Regions from separate parts of the Mus musculus genome. Here region 1 is linked to region 2. The links are chromatin contacts, called in public promoter capture Hi-C maps. All regions are on one chromosome and are shown on one strand. Each heading gives the region's core, a stretch centred on a gene start, on an enhancer-like site or on the middle of the called end of the contact. The rest is flanking DNA. Distances are from core to core; before and after follow the strand shown.

The links. Promoter capture Hi-C pulls out the DNA fragments that hold promoters and counts their contacts.
Region 1: a promoter capture Hi-C map of macrophages shows a contact between it and region 2, with 6 read pairs. The contact joins the promoter of Dmxl2 here to the enhancer-like site in region 2. A contact is called at or near these places in 2 of 39 promoter capture datasets (macrophages and neutrophils), 8 of 484 Hi-C or Micro-C datasets (ECoMG-derived neutrophils, the HPC-5 cell line, cortical neurons and 5 more), 3 of 115 datasets of contacts at active chromatin or transcription factors (the HPC-7 cell line, bone marrow-derived macrophages and embryonic stem cells) and 3 of 9 other capture datasets (adipose tissue, liver and pancreatic islet).

The regions. Positions count from the first base shown.
Region 1 is chr9:54,497,567-54,503,580 of GRCm38.p6, forward strand. Dmxl2 (Dmx-like 2) reads right to left here and starts at 4,060. Exons shown (of 44, transcript NM_172771.2): 1 at 3,785-4,060. The coding sequence starts at 3,871.
Region 2 is chr9:54,463,749-54,468,987 of GRCm38.p6, forward strand. The region is part of intron 6 of Dmxl2 (Dmx-like 2); the gene reads right to left. Among named protein-coding and RNA genes, the nearest start is that of Dmxl2, 35 kb to the right of the region's middle. Within about 2 kb of position 3,978, at least 53 of the 459 cell types and tissues checked have an H3K27ac peak or open chromatin away from gene starts, as enhancers often do. A contact at or near this core is called in ECoMG-derived neutrophils, the HPC-7 cell line, bone marrow-derived macrophages and 5 more, where this site is marked.

The sequences.
Region 1 (6,014 bases), core at 2,810-5,309, 34 kb after region 2:
ATTTTAAAAAGGTAATGCTTAAGCTGGACACTGGTGGCGCACGCCTTTAATCCCAGCACTTGGGAGGCAGAGGCAGGCGAATTTATGAGTTCAAGGCCAGCCTGGTCTACAGAGTGAGTTCCAGGTCAGCCAGAGCTACACAGAGAAACCCTGTCTCAAAAAACCAAAAAATAAAAAATAAAAAAGGTGATGCTTTAAAGAATGATATACAAAAATGTCATTTTAAAATAGTCACAGTTGGATGATGAGAGAATAAAAGCTGCTGTCACCTGACAGGCAGGACGAAAATGGAAACCATCCCAGTTAACACATCACCTATGAAGTGACACATCACTGGACACACACACCACAAGCTTCACCATGTCCACACAGCATATGCCGGACCATCATGACATCGCCAAGCAGCCACTCACAGCCGGCCCACCAAGCTCAAGGCATGCAGTGAAATACACAGTGCACTCTTTTTCCATTATTACAATGTCACAAACATTGAAAAACTTACAATTTCATCTTCAATTTTTTCAGTTTATAGATTCCAAGTAAATTATCTATTCTATTTTGAAAAGATCCCAAATACATCAGGCAACACATTAACTAAGAACCACTAGCTAGCTACAAAGCAGACTTTCCTTCTATACCTCCTGCACCTAGAGGAAAACACATACAAACACAAACACACATGTACAAGCACACACAAACAGTACAGAAAGGCTGTTAAGAAGAAAACTTCCAACAAAAACCACCACATGAATTGTCACAAGACTCATTCCAGCCATGCCTGGCAGTCCTTCAGTCACCTGATCCAGAACTGAAGGCTGCTTTATCAAACATAAACTATAAAGTCAACTGACATGCTCTATGTAAAGAGACTTTATTTTCGGCAATTTTGCCTTTACTATATATAGTTTTTGAGGCATTTCTTAGTTGATTCTGGAATGCTTGGAAACAATTTTATCTTTAAGCAAATATGGTTTCATAGTGCCCGGAAGATCATTTCTAGTTCACAGCAAGGTAACTGGAACATGGCTTTCATAATTAAGATACTAAAATGAAACATGTGCAAATAGATTTGTTATTTGAGCTTGCCAAGGGGTCAAAATAAGATTGTCACAGCCAAAGCCGGGCGTGGTGGCGCACGCCTTTAATCCCAACACTTTGGAGGCAGAGGCAGGCGAATTTATGAGTTCGAGGCCAGCCTGGTCTACAGAGTGAGTTCCAGGACAGCCAGGGCTACACAGAGAAACCCTGTCTCGAAAAACCAAAAAAAAAAAAAAAAAGATTGTCACAGTCAGCATTCTAAACCAAATAAAATTTTCAAGATATAGCTGAGAAAATAATAAGCAAGGCTGTCCCAATGGACATGAATATGTAGTCCACAGGATTCGTGAGACAGTTCAGGGATAAAGGGCAAAGGACTTGAAGCCTGTGACCAGCATCCATGCCAGGTGGCTCACAACCCCTTATAACTTCACTCCAGCGGATCTGACCCCTCCAGCCTCTAAGGGCACCTGTACTCACCTGCAAGGACCCACACACTAGCATACACACATACACATAATTTAAAACAAAATAAATATTTTAAGATATGGGCTTTGGTTAGATCACTATGACACAGAGGGATCAATGTGAGGAAAAGAGTCAAAATGAAAGACAGTAAGTAGTAGGATATCTGACAATGATTCTTTATGTGGCTCCCAGGAGAGACTATATATTCCTGGGGAAGGGGCGTGATGGAATAGTGCAAAAACAAAAAAACAAACAAACAAACCCACCCCCCTAGCAGCTATGAGAAGCAATGAATGGCTGGGATGAGTGGAAGGCATCCATCCCATTTGGAAGCTTCCACACTAACACAAGGTGGCGAGTACAGACACTGAAAGGGGTGAATCTGGTAGGCATTACACAATCAGACTCGGTGACAGAATAAATTCAAATGGGAACTATGGCCACAGATGGCCTGTGGCCTGCCCGCACCTGCAAAGCACTGATGGTTCTTACACTGACTGGCCTTTCCAGGCAGAATCTAGTTTAACTCTGTAAACCAGCTCTGCCGGGAGCTAAGAGAAACACTATTTTTTGGTGTTGTTTCGTTTATCTTAAGCATAGATTCATACCTCTACCACCTAAGTACTACAGGTGTGTGTGCCACCACACCCAGCTAGTGCCTCACTTTTAGATGAACCCGGTAAACTACCAGCACCCCACAAGGGGAAATCTCCATAATCGAAAATCCAGATTTATTTCTTGAAGGAAACTCTCTTATGATCCTACGGTAGGTCCTCCTCCTTTCCTGAAAGACACAAAGGTTATGTGTGTGTGTGTGTGTGTGTGTGTGTGTGTGTGTTTTCTCTCTCTATTCTCCAAACAGCCTCCACACACTTAAAGACCAAGCTCCAGCCTATGTTAATATTATTGGGCTGGTATTTTTTTTTAACGATTTTCATTGTGGGGGAGGGGCAACCCTGAATACACAGTAAGCATATGGAGGTCAGAGGGCAACCTGGCATGAGTTTGTCCTCTCCTTCCACCATGTGAGTCATGAGGGGGTTGAATTCAAGTCTCTAGGTTTGGTAGTAAGCACCTTTATCCAGCAAGCCATGTCACAGGGCCCTAGACTGATGTTTTAAGTCACATGTGTAGCAAACTCAGCACCACTGATTAGTGAAAGAATAATATGTCAAACAACCCTATTTTTAAAAGTATTCTTTCAAAACTAGAACAAACCTGAGCTGACTACATCTTAAAATTATTAAGGCCAAGAAGCAACCTTGTTGAGGTTTTTTTTTTTAAATGAATCACAAAACATTAAAAACAGATAAAGTGTTCCAGAATGCAGTGCTACATAATGATTCTGCAGTTTTGCTGTAATTTTTCCTGCAGTTTTACAAACATGCTGCTGTAGACATCAAATCAAATGGTTCCCGTTGTCTAAAAAGCATATTACTAAGCAATATCCAATTTAATTAAGCATAATGATTATCAATATGTACTTAATAGAGGTCTCACTAATACAATTCCTTCTAAGAAGGACCATGTATATACTTAATATAAAAAACATTATTAATCCGTGTGAATCTTACAAAATAATCTCTGGGAGAGCTTGATTTTATCAGCCTTTTCTCAAAAAAGGATTGATGAATCCCACCCATCTGGCTGAGAAACTGACTATGTCGTGTAGGGAGGTGCTGGTTTCCAAAACGCTATGTTTACATACATTTTTATCACACGCCCAAGGAAAGTCTTAAAATGTAACACTGCTTCAGGCTTTAAAAAAATTAAAAAAAAAAAAACTAGCTTGCAAAGATTAAGTTAATACCTGAAAGGATTACCGAAACGGAACCCTGAGCTAGATAAGACAGGCCACTCATGAAAAGGTGACTTCCATTCTAACTCTTTCAGGGAGAGAGCGGATTTTTCTATTCCCGTATGCTAAAATTCTACCTAGGGAGATACAGAGGGCGCGTTTAAAGCCGCAGGCAGCTCGGGAGGCCAGGGAGCAGCACCGCCTCCATACCCTGAGACCAAGACCGTTCGCTGCCAGCCAGGAGCAGGTGGAAGCCGCCCCGGGCTTCGGCCGCTGCCAACACCTCCCTCCCGGCACCGCAGACCCCGGGGCTGCCCCGAACCTTCCATCCCCGCCACCCGCGCACTCACCGGGCGGGCGGGCGGGCGGACGAGGGCGGTGATTCCTCATCCTTCCCCTACCCCCGCCCAAGCCCAGAGCCCAGGGGGCGTGGGTGGGCTCGTCGCTCACGGCCCTACGGGAGGCCCCAGCTCTGCTCACCGTGAAGGGGACGTCCCCGACGCTGCCCACCGAATAGCAGTTGTCCCCAGGGTTGACAGCCCCGGTGAGGACCTGATGCAGATGCATCTCGGGATTCCGGCTGGAATGAGCTCTGCGCCAGAGGAGGACGAGTCCCGCGCCCGGCCGCAGCCGCTCTTCCTGTGCGTCCTCGGGACTCAGCGCCCCGCTCGCCTGTCGTCTGCCGGCCGCCGCCCGGCCATGAGAGGCTCCGGCCGCCGCAGCCCGACCGCCGCTCGGCTGCGGAAATGCCCGGATGCTCCCACGGCCTGCCGCACCGGCGCACAGTGCGGGCGCAGGGCCGCGGCGCGTGCGAGGCGGGGGCGGCGCCGGAGAGCGCGCAAGCGGGGCGCGTGCGAGGCCGTCACGCCGCGCGCCAGGGAGAGGCCGGCGCGCGCCCGGCGCGGGGACGCGGCGCGCAGGCAAAAGAACGCGCTCACACGGGAAGCCACGCTCTCGGCGCCGCGCGTGCGCGTGCGCGCGCCACCGTCTCCAGGACAACTGCGCGCGCCGCGACGCGCGGACCCTCTGTGCCGGTTGCGCGCGCAGACCTGCGGGAGTTCCCTGGGAGCCCGGGGCCCAGACCTCCAGGGGCGGGGCCAGGGGGCCGGCCTGTTTTGCTAAGTGTTTAAGCGTCTCTCGAGGACAGCGCGTGCTGGTCAGTACCGCTGACCTCAGGGGAAGGACACTACCATCACTGGGCAATCCCATGATCTTAAGGTCCTTCTGTCTACTTTAAAGTATGCAGCATCTTACAGCCTTTAAGGGATGCTGAACTCCCCCGACAGCAAATTGTTGTGCTCACACTTTTTCTCACACGTCCCCCTAGAGACCGGTGATCCCTCTATCTAAAAGTGTTTTTCCCCCAGGGTATGATGTCATGAAGTCGCAGAATCGCCTGCTTTTCCAGGCTGTCTGCTAATTTGAAATCAGATCCCTGCCCCCACTACACACACACACACACACACACACACACACACACACACACACACCGGGTCAATTCTTTGCGATTTTTAGCTCAGGTTGTAGAAAAGAAACCGCGGCACGGAACAAAGGTTAACGAGGAAAATTTAAGACCAAACACGCACAAGGCTTACAAAAGATACAAAAATCGATGAGGTTACAATATGTTAACTAGGGGGCTGGAAGGATCTCTCTGAGGACATAGAGTAATGAGTCCCTGGATTCAATTTTGACAGGCTAGGAGCAACTAGGAATAAAGCATTATAATAAAGAAATTAGGAGAGCTAGAAAGTAAAATGTACGGGGGAGACACTAAGTTCAATGCTTGAGGCAGGTATATCAGTTAGGGGAAAGATATGATAGTTAACAAGAAATACACGCACCCAGGGGGGCTCTATGTCCAGGGCTTTCGAGACACTGAATCCACTGAGAAGCCCAGATTTTGTTCTGCCTGTCCTAAAGGCTATCTGCTACTTCTCAGCTGAAATGTATAATCAGGTGAATGTGCCGAGGGTGGAGAATGGAGGCAGATTCCGCATGTTTACTGTTCCGGGAAAGCAGCATCAGTAATCAACTAATTCCCAGCGACCTAAGGCATATCCCTTTTCATCTATAGTGGCATAAACCCCCAGGCTAAGATCTCGGGGAGGGGGGGAGTCACTCCCCACCTCCACCCATCCATTTCTCTTCACAATCCATGCACCTCACCGGCTCCCCAGCCCTCTACCTGTGGCTCCGCCTTCACGGCTTCTCGCTTAACTACCCTAGTTGCCGCCCATGTGCTGTCTTCAGTACATTCTCTCTCCAATCCATCCAGAGAAACAGTCTCTGTTTGGTTTAGGGCGTACTGGGAAGCGAAGCCAGGACCTGGCCCCAGCTAGGTAAGCCCTCTGTCACTGAGCTACGCCATCAGCCCCGGAGAAACCATTTTAATCTGTAGTTGCTCCCTTTCCCTAGAAGTTAAAAGTCCACATTCCTCAACTTGTTTGACAATCCATTCAATCTAGTTTTGCCTAATCTCCCTGTTTTAGCTCAGGCTGTTCTATTACCCACTAGTTTCCAGCCCCCCTGAATCAATGCCGTTCTTCAGAGCATTCTAGGGTTTTTTTTGTTCTTCCCTGACTTGACTCATGTTCTTTGTACTCTCTGTAATGCCTTCCTCCCCTTGCTGATCTGAGACACCATGACTATCTCCAAATACCTTATGGCTTCCTCCTTTGTGACACTCATAACCCACCCCCAATAATAT
Region 2 (5,239 bases), core at 2,728-5,227:
AAAGTCAATTTTGTTCTTTTCTCAAGAGAATCTAAATTAATATTTTATCTTTTCAAAACCTGAAGAAATAATCTTCTTCAATCCAACACATTTGCTAACTAACCCTCAGAGGATCCTTACCGATAAAACCCTCCTATCATGCCACAGGATAAAACCCTCCTATCATGCCACAGCATGAAACACTCCTATCATGCCACAGGAATTATTAAACAGCTCTGTGGAGACTGAATACAAGCTTACAGAAATATAATTAAACAAGTAAAAATTCTCAGTAATCTTCTAAGGCTGCATGTAATAAAAATTCAAAGACAATGATTCTTAGTTCCTGAATATATAACCAAGGTGGAGGGCCTCGAAGAGCTTCCAATCTAGTCACCTACTGAAGGGAAATATGCTTTAACTCATGACTTAATCCTACACAACGGACAAAAGCATCTTTCATATTAGTGATGAGACTTCAAATAAAGGTTCATATACTGAACCTGGTTATCATCTGAAATCTTTAGTCAAGTCAAGTGCCAAGTGGGTAAGCCAAGAGGCACTCGCGGACCTGCCAACCCAGATGCAGGGCAAGATGAAATTGGAAGATCACAAGCACGAAGCCAGCTTTGGCAACTAAGACACTGGCTCAATTTGTTTAACTTTTTATTACACCTTACTGTTTATTTGTGTGTATGTGTCTGTATCTGAGAGTGAGCACACACACATGCCATGGTGTGCAAGTAGAAGACACAGGGCAATATGCAGTGTTCTGCTCTCTCCTTCAACCACACAGGCCCCTAGAATCAAACTCAGGTTGTCAGGCTTGCTAACAAATGCCTTTACCTGCTGAGCCATCTCTATGGCACCCAAAATATATTTCAAATGGGGAAGGGGTAAGGCTATAGCTCACCCCCTTATAGTGATAGATTTACCTTGCTTATACAAAATTCTAGATTCAATGCCCCATACCAAAAATAAAATAAAGTGTCAATGGCTCTGTCAAAAGACCATACACCTAAACCTGGCCTGGTGGCACATACCTGTCATCCCAGGTTAGGGGAGGCGGAAGGACCAGGAATCAGTTACATATGCATACGAGGCCTGTCTGAGCTAGGTCTCAAAAAATAAAAGCATATCACCAGGAGAGATCATGCACATCTTTAATCTCAGCGTCCAAGACATAGAAGCAATCAGATCTTTGTAAGTGAGGCCCAGCTGTCTATATAATTAGCTTTTAAAAAAAAAAAATCTATCCTATGGGACTCCGAGGCCTACACACACTCAGCCAAGTGCTCTGCCACTGAGTGGCAGGCAGCCCAACTCAAATGACTCTTGATTCAACTGCTATACAATTTTAGTATTTCAGAAGTGGCCATTATTCTACATGTATCTCCATATACAGCCTTATTAAGAAGCCAGCCTTCTGCTGTGGATGGTGTCACACCTTTTGCCGCAGACCCTCTGGTCCCCTTTCGACCAGAGTGCGTGGCAATCTTTAACTTCAGCCCTTGGGAGGCCAAGGCAGGTAGATCTCTGTGTTCAATCCTTAGGACTCACAAGATAGAATGAGATTCTAAACAGCAGTCCTTGGCCTTCATACCCTGGCACATGTGTGAGCACTCCAAACCCCAACATACAAAAGTAAATAAACTGGTTTAAGAAAAATCATAAATTAGACTATTTTTCAAATCATTATTTCTATGATCTTGAAAATAATTTTCCTTCATTATTAACTCATTCTTTTCAGGCATTGTTTTTAAAGTTCTCTGTGAATCTCTGCATTCTATGCAGAAACTCCCTTTTTATTACCCTTAAGTGACTGAATAAGCTTATCAAAACTTTCAGGGTTTTGTTTCTCATATCTAATTTCAGTAATTTTTTTCCTTCCAAATTACTTGTCCCAGCTGTCCTCATCTGTTGTAGCTGTGATGGTCCCTGTTGTCTTTGACTCCCTGCTTGCCACTTAGGTAAGCTGTTTGGGAGTGGAGAGAGAGGAAGCCCGTTGTACAAAAGGCTTCAGCAATCTCAGGGGCTGCAGAAGGCCTCAACCAAAAGTCAGCAAAAAGCTAGCCCTTCAGCCAGACTGATGCAAGAAATCACCTCTGCCCACTGGAGTAAGTCTGCAAGCTGATTCCCTAGCTATGTCTCCAGGTGAGAATCCAGGCTCTAAGCCACCTTCATTAGTGTTTCACACCCCTCATCAGAGCACCTAGCCAAGCCAAGACTCCTAATTCAAAAAGCTGAGATAATAATGTGTGGTGGAAGCTGCTGTGTTTGTAGTGTTACACAGTAAAATGAAAGCCAATATAGATATCTATTGATAAATATTATTGATAAATTTAAGGCAGACAAAGGGTACAGAGAATATGTTGGAAGGTGAGGTACAATTTATAAAGGTACCTAAAGAAACCTTGCTATCAAAGTGACAGTCAGGGGGCTGGTGAGATGGCTCAGTGGGTTAGAGCACCCGACTGCTCTTCCGAAGGTCCAGAGTTCAAATCCCAGCAACCACATGGTGGCTCACAACCATCCGAAACGAGATCTGACTCCCTCTTCTGGAATGTCTGAAGACAGCTACAATGTACTTACATATAATAAATAAATAAATCTTAAAAAAAAAAAAAGTGACAGTCAGAAGTAAAAGGAAAAGGCCACACAGATGTCTGGGAATGCAAGGTTGGGGGTTTAAGTGTAGCAACTCTATGTGTACATGTGCCAAACCTGTTTATGAACACTGATTCAAGTCTACACAGGTATGAAATAACAGGAAATATGACTGAAGGAATGATCCCTGGACCTACAGTCCAGTACAGTGTGCATGTGGGCCATTATAAAGCTTCTGGCTTTCCAAAAATGAAAAGGAAACCTCATGACAGGTTCAGGGGAGTGTTGAGACAGGGTCTTACTTTGTAGCTCAGGCTAACCTGACACAACAATCTTCTTACTTTGGGCTTCTCAGTGCTGGAACTAAAGGTGTGTGCCATATCTGATCTTTTGGCTTGGATTTTTAAAAAGAACACATTGAAAAGACAGGAACACAGTTAAAATCTGGAAGAATTGTTGTAGTAAAGTTTTAAAGACAGCACGTGATTCATAATGGTGGCTTGTAACTGAATTCCCATGGAGGCAATCAAGAAGCGCACAGGGTTTATGTGGATGGGCTCACTGTCCACTGTAGCTTAAAAAACTAGTGAGTAGATTATGAATACATCCAAAAAGAGATCCACAAGGATGGTAGTGGAGGTGAGGATCCAGGGATAAAGGGAGAGGGGCAAGCAACAGACACAATCTTGTCATCAGCATTTAAAAGATGGCATTTGAAAACTAAGAGAACAGCTATGTTTAGAGAAAAGATCCAAAAACTAAATCTGGGCACTACAATACGAAAAACCGCAGAGACAGCTGGTGTGGCATACACCCATAATACCAGGACTCAACAGGTAGAAACTAAAGGATTAGAAGGCCATCCTCAGCTATACAGGGAGCTAGAAACCAACCTGAGATCCATGGGACTCTGCACCGCCACCACCACCACCAAAAATAACTCTGCCCAAAGTTGCAGAAACAAAATAATGCAAAAAAAAAAAAAAAATTAAAGGACAATTACAAATAGGCAGAGGACAGATATTCTAGGCAGTGAAAATACTCTACACAACACTACAATGTCAGGTCCATGCACTCATAAATTTACTCAGGCCTGCTGGATGGGCACAAGAGTGAGTCTTAAGATAAAACACTAACTTTGGGTACCAAGAGTTGTCAGTGCAAGTTCATCAGCTGAAATAAATGTGGGCTGAACAGGAAGATGTACATGTATAAAGGGATAAGCAGTTCAGAGATTTCTCTGTGCCTTCCTCAGTTTTCCTGCGAATCCAAAGTACTCCTTTAAAAAAAAAAAAAAAAAAGGCTTTAAAAAGAAAGAAGTAACTAATGTGTTGACTCATGGTTGTAAGTTAAGTAAGAATCAACCACAGGCCTCAGTAACAGGAAGCTTCTGATGGCTCCAGAAGAGCTGGTAAGTGCTGGTAAGTGGTCTCAACTGAAATGAGGGAAACCCCATGGAGACAGAAAAAAGAAAACACCCTTTTTAGGCTCCACAAGGATGCAGGCAAACCCAACAGAAGCTGAGGGGTGTTTCTGTCATTCCTGCTTGTGGAAACAGACTCTAAGCCACTCTCCTGACAATACAATAAAAGTGTGTGCTTAGAATAAGCCTTCTCCGACTCAGCCCCCCACTGTTAGGATGACTACTAGCAGGAGCCACCATGCCTAGCCAATGAGAAGAGGGGACTTGCTATATTGAGGACTATATCAAGTCTTGCTATACCAAGACTGCTTTTAAAAGCATAGCAATTACGGCAGTGGCACAAGTACAAGGAATGGACACACTGAACAGAGCCCAGAACCAAATGTATAGAAGTGCAAACATTCGACTTATGACAAAGGTAGCTCCAGAGAGCAAGGAAAGAGAAGCCATTCAATACACTGTGTGGGACCCCTGGATATACAGACAGATACACAGAAAAAAATTAACTGCTGCTGTCTAACCATTCCCCCAAATTATGAAAATTACTAAATGTCAAGTACAAATATAAAATGCCCAGCTTCTCAACCAGGGGTTCTCAATGTAACAGGTGCTTTTGGTCCATCACTCATACCCAACAGGCTTAGCAATCTGGTGTGTCCGTTTCAACTGAAAGTCTACTTGCATCTCTATGTTTGAAGCATCTCTATGTTTGAACCATCTCAGTTCTAGCCTCGCCAGTCCTCTACCAATTACTGATGTGTAAAGAATATAAATAAGAAATTAATTTGGGAGGGTAAGGAAGTGTAAAAAAAAAAATCCGGGAGAAGTTGGAGAAGGAGAAAGAATATGATTAAATATACTGTATGAAAAATATTTTAAGTAATTTTAAAGAGTATGTACAATGACTATAATGTATATGAGTAATGCTGGCTCTCAAGAGTACCCACAGATTTAAATCAATTAATACACTTAAGAAAAGGCATGCAGCCATGTTCCTTAAGAATAGGCCTCAATCCAGTATATCTTGTCTGATATTTCCCATGTGATGACTTGTTAACTGTCACGGTGGCAGAATCTAGAATGGCCTCGAAGACAGGCCTCTGGGCACACCTGTGGAGGACTAGCCTGACTGCACTAACTAGGGGGAGGCAACCACCCACTGTGGGTACAAACATTCCTGAATATTCCCTGGCTAGGATCCTAGACTCCATGAAATGGGAAAGGGGGCTG